Linked DNA regions of Zea mays: regions 1 and 2 are each linked to region 3. The links are chromatin contacts, called in public Hi-C maps. All regions are on one chromosome and are shown on one strand. The core of a region is the stretch at or near the end of the contact, and the rest is flanking DNA. Distances in the headings are between cores, read along the strand shown. Region 1 has its middle 54 kb from the start of LOC103646955. Region 2 has its middle 58 kb from the start of LOC103646955. Region 3 has its middle 66 kb from the start of LOC103646954.

Evidence for each region. Hi-C and Micro-C count contacts between places; a contact is called where the count stands out from the background.
Region 1: a contact with region 3 is called in a Hi-C map of tassel, with 2.5 times the contacts expected there. The contact joins two enhancer-like sites. A contact is called at or near these places in 3 of 25 Hi-C or Micro-C datasets (bundle sheath, endosperm and tassel).
Region 2: a Hi-C map of leaf shows a contact between it and region 3, with 2.9 times the contacts expected there. The contact joins two enhancer-like sites. A contact is called at or near these places in 2 of 25 Hi-C or Micro-C datasets (endosperm and leaf).

The regions. Positions count from the first base shown.
Region 1 is chr2:130,793,950-130,796,967 of Zm-B73-REFERENCE-NAM-5.0, forward strand. No RefSeq gene overlaps it. Among protein-coding and RNA genes, the nearest start is that of LOC103646955, 54 kb to the right of the region's middle. Within about 2 kb of position 1,467, at least 18 of the 20 cell types and tissues checked have an H3K27ac peak or open chromatin away from gene starts, as enhancers often do. A contact at or near this core is called in bundle sheath, endosperm and tassel, where this site is marked.
Region 2 is chr2:130,905,362-130,908,754 of Zm-B73-REFERENCE-NAM-5.0, forward strand. No RefSeq gene overlaps it. Among protein-coding and RNA genes, the nearest start is that of LOC103646955, 58 kb to the left of the region's middle. Within about 2 kb of position 1,745, at least 17 of the 20 cell types and tissues checked have an H3K27ac peak or open chromatin away from gene starts, as enhancers often do. A contact at or near this core is called in leaf, where this site is marked.
Region 3 is chr2:130,659,745-130,662,846 of Zm-B73-REFERENCE-NAM-5.0, forward strand. No RefSeq gene overlaps it. Among protein-coding and RNA genes, the nearest start is that of LOC103646954, 66 kb to the left of the region's middle. Within about 2 kb of position 1,422, at least 18 of the 20 cell types and tissues checked have an H3K27ac peak or open chromatin away from gene starts, as enhancers often do. A contact at or near this core is called in bundle sheath, endosperm, leaf and 1 more, where this site is marked.

The DNA of each region.
Region 1 (3,018 bases), core at 217-2,716, 130 kb after region 3:
CCCCCAACCGGGCATTTCAAGGTGTGGGAGCCCAAGCAACATACCAAGGCATATTGTAGACCTTCCCAAGTGCTCAAACACCCAAGTGCTTAATAGAATCACTCGGTGATTAGCGCAGGTGCTTTGCGAAGTGCTTAGGTTAGTTAGACTGCATTAGCGCTTACTCTAGGTGAATCCTAGTTAGTTGAGTGAGTTTAGAAAAACCACACAACCCATCGGCTCTTGCGTGAGCCGTTGTAATTGTACCGAGTGAGGTGAGAGTCTTACGAGACCGTGACAACCGAGTTTGTGTCACGGCCACCACCGTGTACCAGAGGAAACAAGGCCCGCCGCGTTTCGGCTAGAAGCTCGATAGTGGAGACGATGGGGAGCGTCCGAGAGGAGCCGGAAGCAGAGCACCACTTGCGTGTGGAGAAGGCTCGCGGCTCTCTACGTAGTTACTCGACCATGGTGCTTGGACCTCGCGTGAGCTACCCATTGCGTAGGGGCACCAACGAGGGTTAGTCGGAACCTTGCGTGGTTCCGGATACCTCGGTAAAAATTCGGACGTTATCCACGAGAGTTTGCATCTCTACCTTCCGCATTTATTTTAAGTATTTAAGTTTCAATCTTGTCTTTCTAGTTAGATTATTGAGATTGGAACTTAGGCTTTGCGGTAGAGATAGCGACACTTAGACAAAACCTAGTTTGTGCATTCTAGATTGTTTATTTGCATATGTTTTGTTCTAGGGATTTATTTGTGGCCTAGTTTAGAGAAAGTTTTAGAAGTCCTAATTCACCCCCCTCTTAGGCATCACCGTTTCCTACAGTCTTTTAATAATATTTCTCTATAAAGTATAAATAAAATAAATAGTGATGTTGAAACTTTGGTAGTTCAAAAGCTTGCAGTTAAAACTTTGAACTTGGGTTAAAATAGAAAACATAGAAAGATTATCAATTGTTTAGTTAGTAAAACTATTCATTATTGTGCCTAGGAACCATCTCTTAGTAGGAAATAAATCAGAACTTCTCGTACACATAAAACTATTTAGAAATAATGGTTAAAGAGTATTCGCTAAATGATTTAAAATAATATAATAGGAATATGTTTTCATATAATAACATCTTTTGTATATAGATTTCATGTTGAAAAACATTGGTTTAATGGATAAAATACAAACAATGAATAAACAAATAAATAAAATTAAATCTTGCATCATGTTGGTTTATTTTATTTGGTGCATTTAAATTGCTAAACCTAGATTTGAATTAGAGGTTCAAAATAGAGTTAGAAAGGAACATAGAAAATAAAAAAACAAAAAAGGGAAAAGGAAAAAGAAACACTTACCTGGGCCACACCCCCACTTCTGGCCCATAGGTGCGCAACACGACTAAACACAACCACCGCGTGACCCAAGCCTTGGCTCAGGATGACAGGCAGGACCCGCTCGTTGGTGTTTCATCCACTCCGCACTCTACACGTCTCAACGCCGTGTGGGGCCAGCTCCACAACATTTTATCAACCGTGTGCCTACTGCGTTCATGAAGCACCTCTCAACACCATGTGGGACCCGTCAGTCAGACTCATCCCTTTCCCTAGTGCCATCTTCTCTCTTTTTCCCTCGGTCGCTTTAATCCTAGGTGTACTGTTGAAGCCGGCCAACGAACTCGGCTACGAATATGCGGCGGAATCCACCTCCGTGGGTGGCACGACACCCGTGCCTATAAACATGAGCCCATATTGCCCCGCTTCCATCGATCTCGCGTGCACCGAGAATGTCATCACCGCTCGGGCAAGCAGTACTACTGTTGGGGACGATTCTTGCATACGACGCCATCGGGCCCTCGCGGTGAGGTAAAGGAGACATGATGGATCATGTCGTGTGGGGAAGGGACCTCCCGGGGCAGGATTGATGACGTTGCAGAGCCAAATGCCTCGTCGGAGTTCGAAACACATGGCCCTGCTACCCCTCGCCGTGACTTGGCCTTACAGCGCCACCCTCTCTAGTAAGACCCCCTCCCTCTAGTTCGTCGTACCTCGAGTATTCTTCTGCGTCATTCAGATTTGAATTTGGAACCCTAGAACACCGTGTCATGCCTCTCCGGCGAGGGCGCCGCCGTGCTCTGCAGTCGCAGGGTAGGTGATTTGGTGGCAATCGTCGATCGAGCGATGGATGGTTGAGATTAGAGCACTTCATACCGGTTCAAAGATTAGACCGGTGCTGTTAGATCAGGATCGGGCAGCCCCAGGACGATCTCGGCTATTTTAAATCTATACCGTATAGATTAGATCGGTCAGCTTCGGTCCATCCCACCTAATTGGCTGGGCTGCTTTTCTAAAAGAATCCCTAAAGTTTTGCATAATAAACCCTCCATCCGATCTAGTAGAAAGGAAAATAAATTTAGGACCTGAATTTTATACAGTAGACCCTGGACTTTTAGATTATGGTACCCGCCGTCAAGAAGGACGGTTATTTATAAAAAATATAGAAAGCTTAGAAAATTAATAACAAATTCGTTTTATCTCCGATTTAACTCGTTCCAGTTGTGTTAGCTTCGTAATAAAATTGTCTACACATCAAAAACATTATTTGTATCTTTCCACATAATTTTATAATTGAATACTTATTTAACTTATGTTAGTTGATTAATCATTCTTGTCAAAGTCAACTATAATTATAATCTCACTAAGATATGATCTCTACTCATGTTATAACTTAGATTAAAAGTGAATTAGTTATTTATTTAAAATATTTTTCTCACATGCTCTATATTGATCAACAGAGGATATACTTTTACTATTAAACCACCTAGATCTTCCGAAAACCATATCTTTATAACCATAACTCTGTTTTTAGTGATTCTCAAACCTACAATCTCGTAGCAGCACGTAGAGAATTCCTACGCAGTTTGTTCTCATGTTTGGTGTAATGTTATTTTATGTACTCCTTGTCTATTTGTATGTATTGCTACGAGTAGCAGCGAGGTCACGGGAAAACCGAAGACCAACTTGGTTAAGTACATATAATCTCAAGTATA
Region 2 (3,393 bases), core at 495-2,994, 250 kb after region 3:
ATAGATAAATAATTACATCATATGGAGACAACGATCCAGCAACCCAAAGTTGACTGGGAGACGATGGCCTAGACCTCTCACGAACTCATCACAGCATCCTTCATGCGCCTCATCCTGCGGTACATGTTCTTGACCTGAGGGGGGTGTGAGACAGCAAGAGTGAGCTCACATATATTCATCGCTCAACTAGTTGTAGGGAATAATGTTATGAACTCACCAAATGTGGGAGCTCATGTGAAGTGTAAGGCTTACCAAAGAGGATGGTTAAAGCTGAGCACTACTTTTAAAGTTGGTCAAAATTTTATTAGCAGTTGCTAAGTGTAAGTCCAAACCAAATAAGTAGTAGATCAAAATCTGATAACAACACCTGCGATGCAATGCATATGACAAATTGAATTTGGTTCCATAAATTAATCATGTGAGGGTCCGAGATGCTCATGATCGTGAGCATGACTGATATACCAGTTTTACACTATGCAGAGGTTGCACATCTTTACCCATAAGTCATGTTACCCATCTACCTAGGGATCGCGACTCCCATACGCCTCTACCAAGGAAGCGAGGCAGGGTAACACTATGAGGCCTTTTCAAAGTTCCACTAGATTTAGAAAACCCGTTACAGTTTCTAGGATGCTCCAATGTAGGGACCCCTCACCTGACCACCATCATAGCAAAATCAACCCAAGGGCCTCCCTACACTGACCACTCCCCTACTGCCCTTGCTCCTTTCGGGTAAGGTAGTCCTCCACTAGCTTTCCTAATTAGTCAGCCAAGGGCGTCGCATACCACCCTTGTGGTAGCACTGTTTTCCCGGGTGGTCGCTCCTTGTTCCAATTAACATAATGATCTTATCATGAATAGTAAATAACAAACTAATAATAGAAGTATGATCACGAATAATGTGTATCTCCATACCCAAAACTAGATAAAGTAATAGCAGGTACTACCCAAAAATTCAGTGCTAAAACAAGGTATAAATATAACCAAACTAGGGTAACCTATTGGGTCCCATCAAAATTAACCTATGTAGATCATTATGATTAATAAGAACATGACTGGGTAAAAAGAAGTGATCAAGAGCACAACTTGCCTGGGACTTGAGATTCCAGGTACCAACTTGCTCTCCAGGTGGCTCGTGACCTCAATGCTAAACGTAGCAATACAAACAAACATGGTATAGGCAAAATTAACATCACACCAAACATAAGTACAAACTGCATAATAATGATCTACGCGTCGTAACGAGATCATGGGCGCGAGAATCACTAAATTCGGAGCTATGATTTAAAAGATATGATTTTCTAAAGATTTAGGAGTCGGGTACAAAAGAAATTAAGTACATAATTTTTAATTTAAGTTTCATAGCAAAATAAATTTATCAGGAGATAAACAATATTAATATGAATTTATAGCAACTGGAATGGATCTATTTGGAGTTAAAATGGATTTAATATGAATTAAACAAGTTTCTAGATTTATTTTTACACTAAAAATTATTTTTTGTATTAACTTATCTCATTTATTCACAGTTTGGGTTGCGGCCACAATTATCCAGAATACTAGGGGGTCACATATGAATTTTAGGACCCAAATGCGCTAATCTTTCTATACCCGGGAATGGCCTGTTGGTTTTTCAAAAACTGAGGGTCCCATATGCAAAATAGGCACGGTGAAGGCGTAAGGAGCAACCAGAACCGTTGGATCAGACACGCACCACTCTGATTAGAATCGAATCGGTACGTGCTGTGGTACGTCATATCTCCATCCAACAGTTCTAGACCACCCACACCGAGATGCCATCGGATACATGCATTGACAGATCAACGTCCATGATTTTATTTAAGCCCATCGCGCTCATATCCATCCAAAACCGATCCAACGGACATGCGCTAATTGCCCTTATGACTAACCCTATCCATCGATGAGCCATCCAACGGATCCCACACTTCTCCTATCACCCGCCCCAATTACCGGACCGCTGCGCCGCCGCCTAGCCCGTGCGGCGGCTCCACCAGCGAGCAGCGCACTCAGCCCAGGAGCCCTATTTTCCCACCGGAATCAACCTACGCGCAGAACAGAGGAGAGGGAACTTCCAGGAGGCGACGACTCACCGAGAAGGAACTGCGACATAGCTGACCATGGGGCACGGCGGCCAGGCGGCAATTCCCAATACCGGCGAGCAATTCACGTGCGTACCGCGATCCTTTCAAGCTGATTTCCTTGCCAACACCTCCCCTAGCTCCCGGAGACGAGACCAGTCACGCACACAGGCGAGAGCAGCGATGGAATTGCAAATTCCACAGCGGCGGTGGCGGCGTAGATTCTAGCCTATGCCCCTGGTCCGGCGACCACTGATTTGGTGTGCGAGGATGAAGAGTAGCGTCAGCCAAGGATGGATATATATACACCCCGGAACCGGCTAGTTGGCGCATTGCGAGGCGCGACATCTAGGGGTTGTTCACGGAGAGAAATCCGGCGGCGGTTGTGTTTTTCTCGGAGTCGAGGTAGGAGATGCCCCCCCGGGCCAACGAGTCAGTATACGGTGAATGCCCTAAACAAGTGTATGGCCAGTTGGTCCCACCAGTCAATCGGAGGCGCTGCGAGGTGTGAACTTAACCCGAGCAGCTGACACATGGGGCCGTTCTGCAGTGACGCAGCGCAACCGCGTGCCTGACAGGCGAGCTCGCCTCCACAGCGCGAGTGGGCTGGCGCAGGGCGCCAAGTTGGGCTGAGGTCAGGTGAATCTAACCCAATCCTTTTCCTTTTCTTTTTCTTATTTTCTGTTTTATTTCAAATTTCAACCATTCAACTCAATTTCATCTTCTTATTTTGAACTTCCATTTTCGAAGTGCCAAAATTAATCCTACTAATTTCAATATTATAATTTTATTATTTTCCTTGTTATTTATTTATGGGAGGAATAAAGGGTTTCATTAAAATTCCCTTTCTCATTCTCTATCTTATGTTTTTTATTTAAAATTGGGGATCAAGTTTATGTGTTTCATAAAATGTATCACCCAAAAATTATCATCACGAGATCAACCATTCTTTATCTATTTATTGGTCATTTAACTGATTTAGTATTCTCAATTGATTATGAAGAGGAAATGCCCTACTAAATTCCAAAGGTTTAAAAAAAATCTAGAACCATTTTCATTGATATTCTTAATTCTTTTGTTTTCATTATTTATGATTAATTTTGAGCTTTACATCTTGCTTACTACTAAGTCGGGTGGAATATATGTTTTTCATAATTAAATAAGGGCCACGACGGAAATGTGCTAGTAGTAGCTTACATTTCATGCTGTAGCAATTCTTGCAAATTGCTATTTCATTTGTCACGGAAATACATGCTGTCATCTAGCTCATTACTGTACAAACGATTTTTATTGA
Region 3 (3,102 bases), core at 172-2,671:
GGCTAGTCTAAACAGTCGTTGTGCATGACAAGTCCTATCCAAGCAAAAGTCATCTAAGGGTGCGACTGGATTAGCACAAGTGCATCACAACACCTAATGGTGTGAAGTCGTCCGAGAGACGCATGTTTGTATCCAAGCAAAAGACACCTAAGGGTGCAGGTGGATAAGCACAACAATTGCATCACAACACCTAAGGGTGCGAAGTTGTCCGAGAGACGCATGTTTTTATCCAAGCAAAAGCCACTTAAGGGTGCAGCTGGATTAGCATAACAAGTGCATCACGACACCTAATGGTGCGAAGTTATCTGAGAAATGCACTTTTATATCCTAGCAAAAGCCACCTAAGGGTGCAGCTGGATTAGTACAAGTGCATTACAACATCTAAGGACGTGAAGTCGTCCGAAACACACATTTTTCATCCAAGCAAGTCCCCAAGGGCGCAGCTGAGTCAGCATAACAAGTTCATTTTAATAGATTCTGTCAACAACGCAAGACACAACTTATTTCAAATACAAGGTGCACAATAAGCACAAAATGACTATTCAAATACAAAAGTTCCCATAGTCGTCCTTTTGCGAAGGGGGGGCGAGGGCAGCGTTTACGCTTGGATTCACCAAAGAACGACCATGTCCACACACATTTTACATAGGCTCCGCCTTCGGACAGATCTCCCTCTTCAAGACACTACCTGGCCGTCGGAGCAAGGATGATCCGGCAGGTCCCCTTCTCCAACCGTAGTCCCTCCCATGGACGAGACCTCTCCATTCCCATACGGCGACGCCTCCAGGGGACCCCATGTAACACCCCAAATTCTTATTTTGAGAATGTTATAAAACTCTCTAAAGGTGTTAGATTTAAAAGGTCATTAAAGAAATTTTCTAACCTTGAACTTACATCTTTGAAAACCAATATGGTTTTTAATAAAGATTTAATAAAAGGAATCTTTGGTGATCCCTTTGTTGAAAAATATGTTAATATCCTCTAAAGATAAATTTAACCTAAACACCCTTGTGATAGTAATCATACCTTAGAAATTACTTTCTCCTACGATAAGTGAATAATGATTTTAATGAACTTTTAGTTGAGCAATATATGGCAAGGAGTACTTGTTGCATATTTGAACCATTTACCTAAATGGATACAAACATAAAATAAAAATATTTTATTATATAATTGCATAACATGCTGGATTTATGATATGCATTAAGTTTGGAATTTGCAAACTCAAATTAGAGTTTAGTTTGAAACTTGTAAATTAAAACTGAAAATGGAAAATAAAATAGAAAAAGAAAAAGGGAAGTACCAGCGCTCTTGGGCTAAAACTACCCAGTCGGCCCAAATGGGCAATCCCACGCGTGACCCATTTCCGTGATCGGCGCATTTGGTGACTGCCAGGGCGGGCCCGCAATTCAGCCATCTCACGCACGCGTCTTCCGCAGCCTCTTACGTGTGGGCCCCACTTGTCATCTTCTTCAAATAGATGATGGACGCCATGGCCGGGGATCTCGCGACAGAACGCACGGACTCTTCCGGTTTCTTTGCCAACCGATGCCCAACCCTGGGTATATAACCGGGGCCGCGTCTTATGTGCTGGTAGGGGGAGCTTGCCGCGAGAACGAAGCATGAGACCATGGCGAGATTGGGAGAAAGAGAATCGGATGTCGCCGCCGCAGTCAAATCCCAGGTATGCTGCATCCAGTCCTTCAATTGGTAGCTGGGGACATTCTCTGCATACCCTGGGGTGCACCCATGGCCGTGTCGAGAAGAATCCGCTAACCAGGCTGGCACAATTTTCATCGGAGCTTTCCTTCGCCTTGGATCCACAGCTCATCATGATCGGGGTCGCCTGCACGACAGTAAGTGGTGAGAGCCCTCCCATCTGTCTCGCCTTCGTCTTCCCCGCGTGTAGCTCGTTGAGAAACATAGTTGGCGGTCCCCTGCTCGGGTCAGATTGGCTGCGGCCATGGCGCTGTCGTTGCCAGCCCACACCACTGCCTGTGCACGTGAGGTAGGTGATGGTGTCTGAACCGTTGGATCCTAAATCAGCGTCCGGATCGGATTGTGCGCGCGGATCAGCCCAGGGGGTATCGTCCGTTGGATTTAATCGAAGGGTCGTGGATGCCTCTCGTTGTCATTAGATCGTGTCCACGGAAGTCGTGATCGACGCTCGTGTTTGCATGCTGGTTCTTAACTATCAGATCAAACCCTGGTCGCCTGATGAAGATCTATCGGCTCAGATAAGCCCATACCTCTTCACCACGCGCTTTTCACAAAAATAGCCCTCGGGTTTGACTAAATCAACCCGTCATCCACTAGAACTCAAAGACAGTAACAGAAAGGTCCTGAAATTTATGAGTTGGACCCTGTGCTCTCTGGTATTTATGCCCGGTGTCCAAATAAATTCAGGATTAATAGAATAAACCAGAAAATGACTTTTAAAATAGGAATTAAGTCCTAAAATCTTTCTAAATTCATAACTTCTCTATTTTTACTCCTTTTTCACCCATTCCAGTTGCATTAGTCTCATATTAATATTGGTTATCACCTAGTAACTTTACATTGTTATGAAACCTAGGATAAAATTGTGCATTTAATTTATTTTGTACCCAACATTTAAATCTTCAGAAATTCATAACTCCTTAACCGTAACTCCGATTTTAGTAATTCTTGAACCCACATCCTCGTAGCATTGCGTAGAATATTCTTACGCTATTTGTTCTTATGTTTGGTGTGATGTTAATTTTGCCTGTACCATATTTGTTTGTATTGCTACGAAAAGCGGTGAGGTCACGAGAATCTGAAGATCAACCTGGTACCTAGAATCTCAAGTCCCAGGCAAGTTGTTCCCTTGATCACTCCTTTTTACCAAATAATGTTCGTTGTAAATCACTGTGACATGCTCAGGTTAATTTGATGGGACCTAATAGGTTTCCCTAGCATTGTTTATTCCCCACCATGCAAACAGATGAATTATTGGGTAGATTTGCTATTGCTCTACCTGGTTTTGGGAAACTAATGTTTTATTATGGTCATGTTCTAATTATGTTATTATTTAATTATTGTTCATGGTAAGATCATATTGTTAATTGGAATATGGAGAAC